Linked DNA regions of Hordeum vulgare: region 1 is linked to region 2. The links are chromatin contacts, called in public Hi-C maps. All regions are on one chromosome and are shown on one strand. Each heading gives the region's core, a stretch centred on a gene start, on an enhancer-like site or on the middle of the called end of the contact. The rest is flanking DNA. Distances are from core to core; before and after follow the strand shown. Region 1 overlaps LOC123448731 (COP1-interacting protein 7-like). Region 2 holds the start of LOC123448728 (protein transport protein yos1-like).

What was found. Hi-C and Micro-C count contacts between places; a contact is called where the count stands out from the background.
Region 1: a Hi-C map of leaf shows a contact between it and region 2, with 5 times the contacts expected there. The contact joins the enhancer-like site here to the promoter of LOC123448728 in region 2. A contact is called at or near these places in 2 of 6 Hi-C or Micro-C datasets (leaf and seedling).

What each region holds. Positions count from the first base shown.
Region 1 is chr4H:400,500,573-400,503,430 of MorexV3_pseudomolecules_assembly, forward strand. It overlaps LOC123448731 (COP1-interacting protein 7-like), which reads left to right. Exons shown (of 11, transcript XM_045125718.1): 9 at 1-48; 10 at 352-432; 11 at 546-993. The coding sequence ends at 613. It overlaps LOC123448732 (2,3-bisphosphoglycerate-independent phosphoglycerate mutase-like), which reads right to left. Exons shown (of 9, transcript XM_045125720.1): 5 at 2,777-2,858; 6 at 2,491-2,683; 7 at 2,179-2,274; 8 at 1,893-2,048; 9 at 738-1,786. The coding sequence ends at 1,580. Among protein-coding and RNA genes, the nearest start is that of LOC123448731, 7.1 kb to the left of the region's middle. Within about 2 kb of position 1,484, at least 1 of the 3 cell types and tissues checked has open chromatin away from gene starts, as enhancers often do. A contact at or near this core is called in leaf, where this site is marked.
Region 2 is chr4H:399,641,963-399,644,962 of MorexV3_pseudomolecules_assembly, forward strand. It overlaps LOC123448728 (protein transport protein yos1-like), which reads right to left and starts at 1,571. Exons shown (of 3, transcript XM_045125708.1): 1 at 1,462-1,571; 2 at 985-1,023.

The DNA of each region.
Region 1 (2,858 bases), core at 234-2,733, 860 kb after region 2:
CCAGCAGGAGAACTTTTGATGGTTCCAAGACTAATAGCATCTTATCAGGTACTTTTCCAGCCATAATTCAGTGAGAGCTTCTCATCTAACATACTGTAGTTTTTCAAGCTCACGCTTTAGTGCTTGAGCCTCTCAGTATTTTGCATCTAAAGTTCCTTCCAAATGTGCACGCGGCAACGTAATAACGCAAAGCAAATCTACATAAACAGAACAGCTATGTGTTTCTGTGAAATATACAGCCACTAGAGTACCGTTGTCCCTGAATATTTGTCATGTTCACGAAATAATTATTTTCCTATATGAATAAAATTCCAGGTATACATTGTTGAATCTAAACCTCCTATTTTTCAGCTCAATCAACCACCAACAGCTTCAATGCCACGAGCTCGGATAGGCTACGGGACAGACCTGGAGCTGCACCGTCAACTAAAGGCTAGTTCCTTGTACCCAAAACAAAATTATGTTCACTTGTATTGTATCTAGAGTTGAGTAGACGTGAAAGCACCCCTAATACATTCATTTGTGCCTCTTTGTACTTGCAGCAGCATCAAGGTCATTCTTCTCCCTCTCAAACTTCCGGAGCAGCAAAACCGCCGAGTCAAAGCTTCGATAGATAGCATGCATGCCGTTGTTATACGTGGCCCCGTTAGATGTAAAAATGGTTTGAGGTGATTGATTGTTGAGAACGGAGCCAGGTTGTTTGTATCCGGTTCTGCTTTCCCGCTGTCTCCTTCGTCTTGCTGTACATCTTTTAAGTATTTTTGGAGTTGTTTGAGAGGACTGGTATGTTACCTTTCTCCTTCTTTCCTTTTTGCTGGTGATCTTGACTGATAACTGCCGCAGAAGACAGATTTAACTGCATCCAGTTAGTTGGTTATATCAGGCAGCTTGACTAGAACTGATTGATGATCCACTGTTGGTGTCGCCAACCTCTGAGATTTGAAGCTAAAACTCTGAAGGCTTATATGACTTGTTGTTCCAAGTTCTCATTTAGCTGTTTGGCGTCAAGATTCTCACTAAATTTGTTCTCATTTAGCTGTTTGGCGTCAAGATTCTCACTAAATTTGTTCTCATTTAGCTTTTTTGGCGTCAAGATTCTCACTAAATTTGTTCTCATTTAGCTTTTTTGCGTCAAGATTCTCACTAAATTTGTTCTCATTTAGCTGTTTGGCGTCAAGATTCTCACTAAATTTGTCCTCATTTAGCTGTTTGGCGTCAAGATTCTCACTAAATTTGTCCTCATTTAGCTGTTTGGCGTCAAGATTCTCACTAAATTTGTTCTCATTTAGCTGTTTGGCGTCAAGATTCTCACTAAATTTGAGTAAACGCTCCTGATTAGATTTCACTCGGTTACCATGATCTGAAATGCTTTTTCAACAAACCTCTACCCAGGAAAAAGAGGCCCGAAATAGACACCGCAACCGCATACGATCACGCCACACATAGATACAGACAGAAGTGGTGGACATCAGTCCATTCAAAGGGAAGAAAAAAAATACATAGGTGAGCCCAGGTGGACATTTATTTACTACTGCACACATAAGCATGGCCGTGCCCATCACAGGTATCCAGCAGCGACTTAGAGAAAGGGAAGGGGAGGGGCAGATGAAGGATTCAGAAGGGAGGCGCCAGAGACTTGGATAAGAGTTGGCTCATAGTGACGAGGGGCCTCAAAACCATGGAGGTTGATGAGTGTGGCCGCAACGTTAGCGAGCCCGGCATCCGGAAGGTCCTTCCGGAATCCAGCCCCTGGCGCAAGCCCTGGACCTCCGATGGCGATGGGGACCTGCAGCGTGCCGGGTTCAGTTAAGAAAGACGGTGAGAACTCGAGACACTCGTCGTCGTTGGACGTGGGATGATGAAGCAAACAAGCATATCCGATGCGGACTCACTGGATTCAGTGTGTGCGAGGTAAGGGGCTGCACATTCCCGTCTTTGTCGCGAATTGGTTTCCCGGATTTGTCTCTTTTCACCATGTCCTCGGCATTGCCATGGTCTGCGGTGACCACGAAGATGCCGCCTACTTGTTCGATGGCGTCAAGAATAATCTGAATCAGAGAGACAATTGTGACCATCATACAGTAGTAAGCAAGCAAGCACATCCTTTCACGCGTCAACACCAGCTCCATTCGTGATAGGCGTGCACTGCGGGGATGCCATGCGTACGTACGTACGTACCTTGACGGCTTCATCAGCGGCCTTGCACCCAACGATGGTGGCTTCAAGGTCACCTGTGTGCCCAACCATGTCTCCATTCGGGATGTTTACCCGTACCTACAAAACCACCACGTCATTCTTTTCACTACTACTAGACACCAGTACCGTAGTACGAGTAGTTGCTAACAGTTACTCCCTCTGTACCAAAATAATAATAATAATAAATACAATTATTTTGGTAGAGAGGTTGTACAAATGAGTACTATCTCATTTGTCTACTTGCACATGCATGCATGGACTTATGCTTGAGGAGCATCTCATTGTGCCAAGTACCTGATCAAATTTGCCACTTAGGATGGCACCCCGTGCCTTCTCTGCAACTTCCACGGCCTTCATTCTTGGCTGTTCATTAAAGGCTATACCAGTGTCACTTGGAATTTCTTCGTATTTCTCGAGGTTTGGGTTGAAGCAGCCCGACCGGTTCCCGTTCCAGAAAAAGGTGACATGACCAAATTTCACAGTCTCGCTACATGTCAAAACCACAAGATATGCTCAAGTATATACTAGAATGTTGAGAGATAAGAGAGGCTCTTTACACAGCACACCTGAAAGTGTGTACCTGCAAGCGTAGATGCGTACGCCATTGTGCGCCAGGTACTCACCGGACGTCCTCTCGATCTCCGGGGGAGCAACAAGGTAAT
Region 2 (3,000 bases), core at 321-2,820:
TCTCCGTATTGGATGTCTGTATCGGAGGCCCGCATTGTATTTGTTTCAATTCCAATTCAGCCAGGAAACTGTAATGGACATGAATACAAATTCAGTTGTTTGGATGTCTATTAAATTAGCTCACGGAACCGTCCTGAGGTTTCAATATGGAATCATGTTTGAGTGTCAAACTATGGAGTTGCATAGCAACATTAGTATATGCATGAAAACAGAAGTTGTAGAATGTGTGACTATAATTGGATGATTATATAGTAAAAAAAATCATCAAATATTCTAGAAATCGAGGACCACACTTCATACACAACATCGTGCAAAGATCATGGAAATTTCTTTTAGTTAAGGCAACTCATCATAGCAAGTTACTTCTGACCCATCATACATTTCTTTCAGCAAGTACTTCCTATGAACATATCGAAGCTCCTTCATCACTAAAGCACCGTACACTCTTCTGTGCTCTCTGCGTACTAAGATAAGCTAGGACAAGACAAACCGACTCAACATGCATCCTGTCAATATGATCCTTTTCCTTTTTCTTCTTTGTTCTCTTTGGTAACGGAAGCAATCAAATTCATTTGTGACATGATGCAGCTACAATGCACATGTATCATGTTAATTTTGGGCTAAATTCAATATAACCATGCATCATTCAATATATAATACATGACAAGCATGCATGATATCACACATAAGCAAGCATCATATCCATCAGACAAAACCACACAAGAATGCACCAGACAACCACATAAGCATGCATCAGACCACCACATAAGCATGCATCATACTCCCTCCGTTCCTAAATATAAGTCTTTTTAGTGGTTTTTACTGGGGACTACATACGGAGCAAAACGAGTGAAGATACACTCTAAAATATGTCTATATACATCTGTACGTAGTCCCTAGTGAAATCTCTAAAAAGACTTATATTTAGGAACGGAGGGAGTATACATTATCTTACTGGTGCACAATTTTGCATCATCATCATACCTCAGATCGGCCTAGAGGGGTTCCAATTTTTGAGCCAACCTGCAACAAGAGAACACAACATTGGTTAGCAAATGAATATGAACAAGACAACCAGGGGAGGGAGGGAGAAAAAGTAGAGGGCTGGCTACACAGAGGAGGACCAGGAGCTAAGGAAGAAGGGTGGAGGAAGAATTATGGAGGAAGAAGGGGAGCCGTTGTGGTGGACCAAGAAGGGGAGCCCTCTTGGTTATGGCCTGCGGCAGCGAGGGCGGAGGGCCAAGGGAGAAGAGATGGCCTCCGGCGGAGGGCCACCGCAGTTCGCAGGTCCAGGAAGGAAGGGAAGGGGCGACGACGGATGGGACTGCAGCCGCGGGCTGCAGTGGTCAGATGGAATCTGACTGCGGCAAGCAGCGCCGGAGAGAACGGAAAGGGATGGCACCGGAGGAGGGCAAGGATCAGCTGCGGAGGAAGAAGGGAACTGAAGGGCGAAGACCATACCTGCTCCGCCGTGCAGGATCTGCCTGGGCGCTGCGTCGATCTGGCTGCCACCTCTGTCCTCTCTCGACCCCTTCCTCTGTCTCGTGGTGGAAGGAGGAAAGAAAAGGCCCGAAACGTTTCTTTTTGCAGCCAATTAGGCCGAAATTGAAGGTGCAGGCCTCTGTATTTTATTTTATTTTTGAACTGTGCAGCCTTCGTATTGCCGCGATGGATGGGGTAAATCCCTATTCGCCGCATTATGTGTCTAAATGTGCAGGCTTCGCACAGGGGCTCCCACGCTGCGTTTGGTAATGCACCGGTCCATTTACATGCCAACAGCTTCGGTTTTGGGAACCTTGTAGAGGTTTTCAACCGGTTTTTTTCGGTTTTGATAACTTTCTAGAAGATTTCCAGAACTAGTTTTTTATTATTCTTTTTTGTTTTTTTTCTGTTTCTGTTTTAACAATGTTCTGAATTTTGAAAAAATGTTCCGAAATTTCAAAAAGTGTTTTGGATTTAAAAAATATTTCAAAATTTGATAAATGTTCCAGAATTTTAAAAATGTTCAAGCAATTAAAAAAATGTTTCAGAATTTTAAAAAATGTTTCGGAATTTTAAAAAATGTTCTGGAATTTTTAAAAATGTGAAAAGAGGTTAAAATTTTAAAAATGTTCCAGAATTTGAAAAAATGTTTCAGAGTTTGGAAAAATATTTTGGAATTTGAAAAATGTTCCAAAATTCAAAATATGTTCCAGAATTTTAAAAAAATGTTCAGGAATTTTAAAAACTGTTCCAGAATTCAAAAACATGTTCCAGATTTAAATAAATGTTCCGGAATTTAAAAAAATGTTCCAAATTATGAACAAATGTTCTGAAACTAAAAAATAATATTCTGATATTTTTCCTGAAATGTTTCAGATTTTTTAATTGCTGATCGCTAACATCTTTTTTGTGGTCTTCACATTCGCTACTGGTGGCTAACTTGGGCAGGCCCAGTCGGGGCGACCCCCTGTGCATCCGCTCGGCAGTTGCCGCAACCAGCGGCGCATAGGAGGTCCCATGAGTGGGCCCGTGCAGGAATCTTCTATTTACCGCTCGCAGGGAAAAAAAGAAGGCAAGGGAATTTAATGGGCTGCTCCATTAGCGCTTAACTGATTCCGGTTTTGGGAATTTAGAGGTTTTCGATCGGTTTTTTTGTTTTGGCAAATTTCTAAAAGGCTTCTAACCGTTTTTTTCGTTTTTTCTTTATTGTTTTCTGTTTCTTTTTCAAAAAATGTATTGGATTTAAAAAAATGTTTCGGATTTTCAATTACTTTTTTCAAATACAAAAAATGTTTTTTCTTTTTAGAAAATGTTATAAATTCAAATACTTGCAGTTTTTCAAAAACATTCAGAACTTCAAAAAATGTTTGTAATTTTTAGAAAAAGTTCGTTTTTTAGAATAATGCTTGGCATTTTAAGTAATTGTTCTGCATTTTCAAAAAATGTTTAGTATTTTCAAAAAAAGTTTGAAATATCAAAATTTTGTTTAACTTTTAAACTAAGTTCATGTCTGAAATT